Regions from separate parts of the Zea mays genome. Here region 2 is linked to region 1. The links are chromatin contacts, called in public Hi-C maps. All regions are on one chromosome and are shown on one strand. Each heading gives the region's core, a stretch centred on a gene start, on an enhancer-like site or on the middle of the called end of the contact. The rest is flanking DNA. Distances are from core to core; before and after follow the strand shown.

Region 1 (2,721 bases), core at 29-2,528:
AGTTTGAGATCAAAAGATTCACTCCTTGAGCTGCAATTTGGGCCACCATGGTGACTCATGTCTCCTAGTTCTAGTCAACCCAGCACAAATAGAGTGATCGTCTGGACCAGATACATTGGTCTAGAGCTATGACTTGTGTATCTAGTCACCAGTTTGGGGCTCTCTGAAGTTTACAGTTGCTTTAATATATTGTCTAGTCAGTACCGGAGAATAAATGTATAAAACAATCTCCACATTTGATTTGTCCTCCTATGGTGTCTTCAGATAATTCTTGTCCCCTTTTTGCATCACAATGCTTAGATTTTCGCGGTTGTCATCCCTACTTTTAGTAGGGGCACGCTTCACTTACTGGTATCCAAATCTCAGTACGCTTGTTGTCAAGCGACCAATTAATAATTTCCAATGCTAGTGATTGAATATCAAGATGTAGCAGAAGTCGTAGGTTCCACAAATTTGTAGCATGTGAAGAAGAGTTCAGGAACCGCTGGAGTCCAGTGAGAGATGATGAGCAGCCATGGTCGCGCTGCTGTGGGACGCGGCCTCGCGCTTCAGTTTAGTTTGATGACAAGGGAATTGAAGGGATCCATGGGAAAGGAAATTTCTTCTTATACAATTTTGTATAGCAAAAGATTTTCTCTCCAATAAATCACCTCCAATTCTCTTGTTACCAATCCAGCTCTTCAGGCCGAAGGCGACGCGCAGGGTGCGGTTAAAGTCGGCCACGGAGACATGGCCCGGCGAGCGACACGGGTCACACCCATGTCCTTGTGGAAGGTTGAGCCGACCAGAATCCACTAGAAGCAATGCACCTTCTGGTCGTTGTCCACATCACCAGAAGAACATGGTGAACTTGCCCACCCACAACACTTCATTTGGTTGGGCAGGAGCCATTGGGGAAGACAAAGTTGGGGACGGAGTGGTTCTTGGTGCATGCGAGCACCGCTGCTAGCTCTGAGAGAGGCTTGAGGCTTTATCCGTTTGTGCGGGATTGTACTCGGAATCATTCCATCTAATCAAAGTTTATATAAATTAAAGAAGCAATCTAGATAGGAATCATTTCATCCCATTAATCTATAACAAATGAATAGGGCCTGAGGGTGTACTGGTAGGCGTGGGCCAAGGTAACACACGTACGACTCGGTCCTCTACTATATAATTTAAAGAATCAATCCAGCTAGGAATCATTCCAGTCCATTAATCTGTAACAAACGAACGAGGTCTGAGGTGTACTAGCGGATGTGGGCCATGGCCAGTGGGTCATTGTAGCACGTGTACGGCTTAGTCCTCTACTCTCTTTATATCCCGTTAACATACATAGTTGGCGGAGCGGTTCCCATCCACCCTGGATGTCACCGAACGTTCGCACCACTCCTACCGCTTGCACCTCATGTAGCACGTTGATCTACCCTTGCCCTTCTACCACTTTCTACTCCCGTTGGCCATGATGGTTGGCGGTAGCGGCTCGGTCACCATGGGGTGCCATGGTCGCGACGGTGGCGATCGATGCCCCATTTCCTTATTTCGCTTCATTTTCTTCTTCTGCTTCATACTTGTCATCCTCCTCTGAGAGAGAGACCGCCTCAAAAAAGGAATTTGTCAGTCGTAGGTAGGCCCGAATTTCGAAGAGATTAGAAACACTGGAGCTCGATTTAATTCGATTAGATTTGATTCAGGGAGTAGAGAAAAAGAAAGACAGACCTTTGGGCATCCTGGCCAACAATGACTCCTCTAGCTCCATCCGGATACTAGAGTCCATATGCTCCTAGAGCTGGTGCCTAGCCTTGCCTACACCAACCATAACAAGTTTTCATCTGACCCTCCTCAACATGGCAAAAGCCAAGTTCTGAAATGAAACTCTGTGTTGACTGCTGAAGAAATGGAGGTTTTTGTTTAAGCTGGACAGTGCTTGCATGATAGAGAGAAGTCAACCCATGTTTTGATTTGACGCCTGTCAAGGGTTCTAATGGGGAAATTGCTTCAAGCATGCCCAAGGGGGAACCCCCGAGGCTAGAGATGCTCTCTTGACTGATGGAGCCCACTTGTAACCATGCATTGATGGGGACAAACTTTTAGGTCAAATGATGCTGAAAAGGAAAAACTATGGTAAGCCTGTTGTCAAGGCAGAAACACCAAAGAGAAGGAGGACGACCCGACAAACCTCAAGCAAAAAGTTTGTTGCTGCTCAGTCTAAGTCAGCGGTGACTGGAAAAGGTCAAGTTAAGGGGGCAAGAAGAAAGATAGTGATCAAGATGTTACAGAGGAGTCTTCTTTGGTGGATTGGGATAATTTGCCGAGAGACAGCGATGAAAAAAAGAGGAGGAGGAACTTCCCCTTAATCATCATGAGAAACGGTCAATGGCACAACATGATCTTGGTGTCTCTATCCTGCCAAAAGTTCAGGCTAACTTTGAGGGTTTGGACTTGTCATTTTACACCATCGAGTTGGACGAAATCGTTCCTAACCAACCGTTGATAGGTAAGGTTGCACTTTCTATGTTGGCTGATATACCTGAGGTTCGTGATGTAGACATGGGTAAGAACAGCAGGGCGAGTGACCGGTGAGCCCCAAGCACTAGTAGTCCCTCCCTGTGATCCATAGATGGAAGGTGGAGGAAATCCGAGTTATGAAAACACTAAGATAGGAACCGTCTCATGGCTTCAAGAACATATCCCGGCTGACTCAATCTCATCCCGTAAGGCTAAAAATGTTTAGGCACCTGC
Region 2 (2,801 bases), core at 153-2,652, 180 kb after region 1:
CCTTAACCCTTGTCATCCCTCGATCTTTACTTTGATGCTTATCCTATACCTGCATTTTAAAGCCGCCTTCCCCATTTCAGTTCAAGAGTGATGTCTTACCCATCCCGCTCTTGTTCGTTCCCTTTTTCCTTTGCTACACCCAGCACAGTTTTAGGACCTGCTCGTTTTAATCTCAATCTACGTGGATTGGATGTGATTAAATGAGTTTAAATTCCTAGTAATCTCATCAATTCCAATCCACATGGAACGAGGATAACCAGAGAGAGGCTTTGTTTGGTTATTTAAATTCAATGTGGAGTAGAGTGTATTGTAATGAATTGTGATGAATTTTGACTTAGGAAATATCAGTTGATGTCAATAGCGCGACGACAGTGGAACAAGCAGAAGAGCAGCAACGTGGGATGCATTGGTACATGGCGGGCTTCTTCGTTGCCGCCGCGCGCGTCCAACCGGAGACAATCAGACAAAGCTTCGTGTTGGCCCCGGAACGAAGGAAGCAACGACGAGCCCGACGGGCCCCTTGCGGTTGCGGTTGCCGGCCGTCTTGGCTCTGCCACTCGCTTCGCGGGCAAGCATTCGCCGCCACGGCAAGCCCGTCATCCCTTGCTTCCCTCGCCCGCCGCCCGGGAAGAGGCCACATTCACATCACATCAGACCGATCTGATCGCCGGAGACACGTTTCGTGGCGTCGCCCGCACGTACCAACCGCCCCCGGCCCCGCCGGTGCCAAGCAAATCTTACGACGCGGGACACGGCCGGGGTCCTGTCGTCCTGCGCTGCTGCTGCTGCGTCTTCGTAGTCGACGTGAGCCGCGGCGGCCGCGGTTGAGGGTAACCACCCGTCCATCCAGCTGCATCGCAACCACTCCAACCAAAGGACGCGAAGAAGGCCGGCGTCCCTGATCTCCATCTCCATCTCCATCTAGTTAACGAGGTAGGCCGTGTCGGAACTGCTCCACCTTCTCCACGCCCGTGTGTCTCTTTCCAGATCAGGTTTGTGTTCATTGTCGTCTCCTCCCGTCCCCTTCGCTTCAGCTCAACCAATGCCAGTACAATCATCCTCGTGTGCTAAGAAAACATGACATAATTAAATCATTGCTTCCCTTCAAGCGTCTTTCCGCGTTTCCAACGCTTAGCCGCTAATCATCGCTGTCCACCCAATCAAAATTAAACACCATACCCGTGGCTCCGGTGCTTATTACAAAATCCAAGATTTTAAAACATCTATAGTATTTCGTTTTTTCTACTGTGTGACGCGCAGGGACACGCCGACCTGTCGCCTCGGATCCGGAGGACTGTTTGTTGTCAGATCTCACCGCGTTGGCCCAGTCAAAGCCCAGCCCAACCGATACCACGCCAGGGGTATAAAGCACCAGCCCGAGCAGGCGGCGAGATGCGGAAGTGGACGAGGAAGCTGGGCCACACCCTCTCCCGCATCGTCACGACCAAGCCGCGCTTCGCCTTCTCCCAGCCCAGGCCTAGGCCCAGGCCCAGGCCCGCACAACCCGGTCTGCCTTCCTCACAACCCGTCTCGATCCCGCCGCAGCCGCCGGAGCTTCCCCCCTTCGTCCCCACCGCCATGCCGCACCACGGCAGCCACCGCCCGCCGGCGCCGCCGCCGGGGGGCCCCGTGTTCCCGCGCGCAACGTCCACGGTGGTGCCCGACCCGTCCCGCTTCTTCGCGCCGCCGCTCCTCGCCGCGCCGCTCCCCACCAACTCCTTCTTCCAGAACTTCGTGCTCAAGAACGGGGACCAGCCGGAGTACGTCCACCCGTACTCCGTCCGCTCCCCCGGAGGCGCCGCTCTCGACATCTGCTACCCTTCGCGGAACCACTCGCCGTCCTTCGTCATCCAGACCTTCGTCCCCGACCTCACCGTCTCCGACGCCGCCGGGAGCGCGCAGCGCCACTGCGTCTCGGCTTTCGACGACCTCTCCGTCACGCTCGACGTCTCCCCGTCCCTCCGCGCGCACCTCGTCCGCGGATGCCCGTACGTCACCGTCACCACCACGGCCGGCGCCGTCGACATCTCCGTCGCGTCCGTCCATGCCTTCCTCGACGTCGCCTCCTGCGACGACTCCGGCACCAAGTGGCGCCTCGGGATGAACAGCGGCCAGACCTTCCTCCTCTACGCGTCGGCCCCGATCCGCCTCGCGCAGACCACCACCACGCAGCTCTCCGCGCCTGGCTTCGCCGGAGCCATCCGGGTCGCCTACCTCCCCGACGCGTCCATGGAGCCGGTCCTCGACCGCTACAGCCGCTGCTTCCCGACCGCCGGCCACGCGGCCCTGAGCCGGCCCTTCTGCGTCGACTACGCCTGGCGCAAGGACGGGCCCGGGGAGCTGCTCATGCTCGCGCATCCGCTCCACCTCCGCCTGCTCGCCGACGACTGCCCCGTGCGGGTGCTCGACGACTTCCGGTACCGGAGCATCGACGGCGATATGGTCGGCGTGGTCGGCGACGCCTGGGTCCTGCGCACCGACCCTGTTTCCCCGACGTGGCACTCGACCCGCGGCGTTAGCGAGGACGGCGTCGCCGAAGTGGTGGCCGCGCTGCGAGCTGACGTGGCCGGCCTCGCGTCCACCGCGATAACCACCACTTCGTCCTACTTCTACGGGAAGGCGATCGCGCGGGCGGCGCGGCTGGCGCTGATCGCGGAGGAGGTGGGGTGCCCCGACGTGATCCCGGCGGTGCAGCAGTTCCTCAAGGCCGCTGTGACGCCGTGGCTGGACGGCAGCTTCCAGGGGAACGGCTTCTTCTACGACGCCAAATGGGGCGGGCTGGTGACGCTGCAGGGGCTCAA

The links. Hi-C and Micro-C count contacts between places; a contact is called where the count stands out from the background.
Region 2: a contact with region 1 is called in a Hi-C map of ear, with 4 times the contacts expected there. The contact joins the promoter of LOC100216714 here to the enhancer-like site in region 1. A contact is called at or near these places in 3 of 25 Hi-C or Micro-C datasets (bundle sheath, ear and tassel) and 1 of 3 datasets of contacts at active chromatin or transcription factors (leaf).

What each region holds. Positions count from the first base shown.
Region 1 is chr7:108,635,578-108,638,298 of Zm-B73-REFERENCE-NAM-5.0, forward strand. No RefSeq gene overlaps it. Among protein-coding and RNA genes, the nearest start is that of LOC103632693, 12 kb to the left of the region's middle. Within about 2 kb of position 1,279, at least 11 of the 20 cell types and tissues checked have an H3K27ac peak or open chromatin away from gene starts, as enhancers often do. A contact at or near this core is called in ear, where this site is marked.
Region 2 is chr7:108,814,737-108,817,537 of Zm-B73-REFERENCE-NAM-5.0, forward strand. LOC100216714 (glycosyl hydrolase family 81 protein) reads left to right here and starts at 1,403. Exons shown (of 1, transcript NM_001143119.1): 1 at 1,403-2,801. The coding sequence starts at 1,579.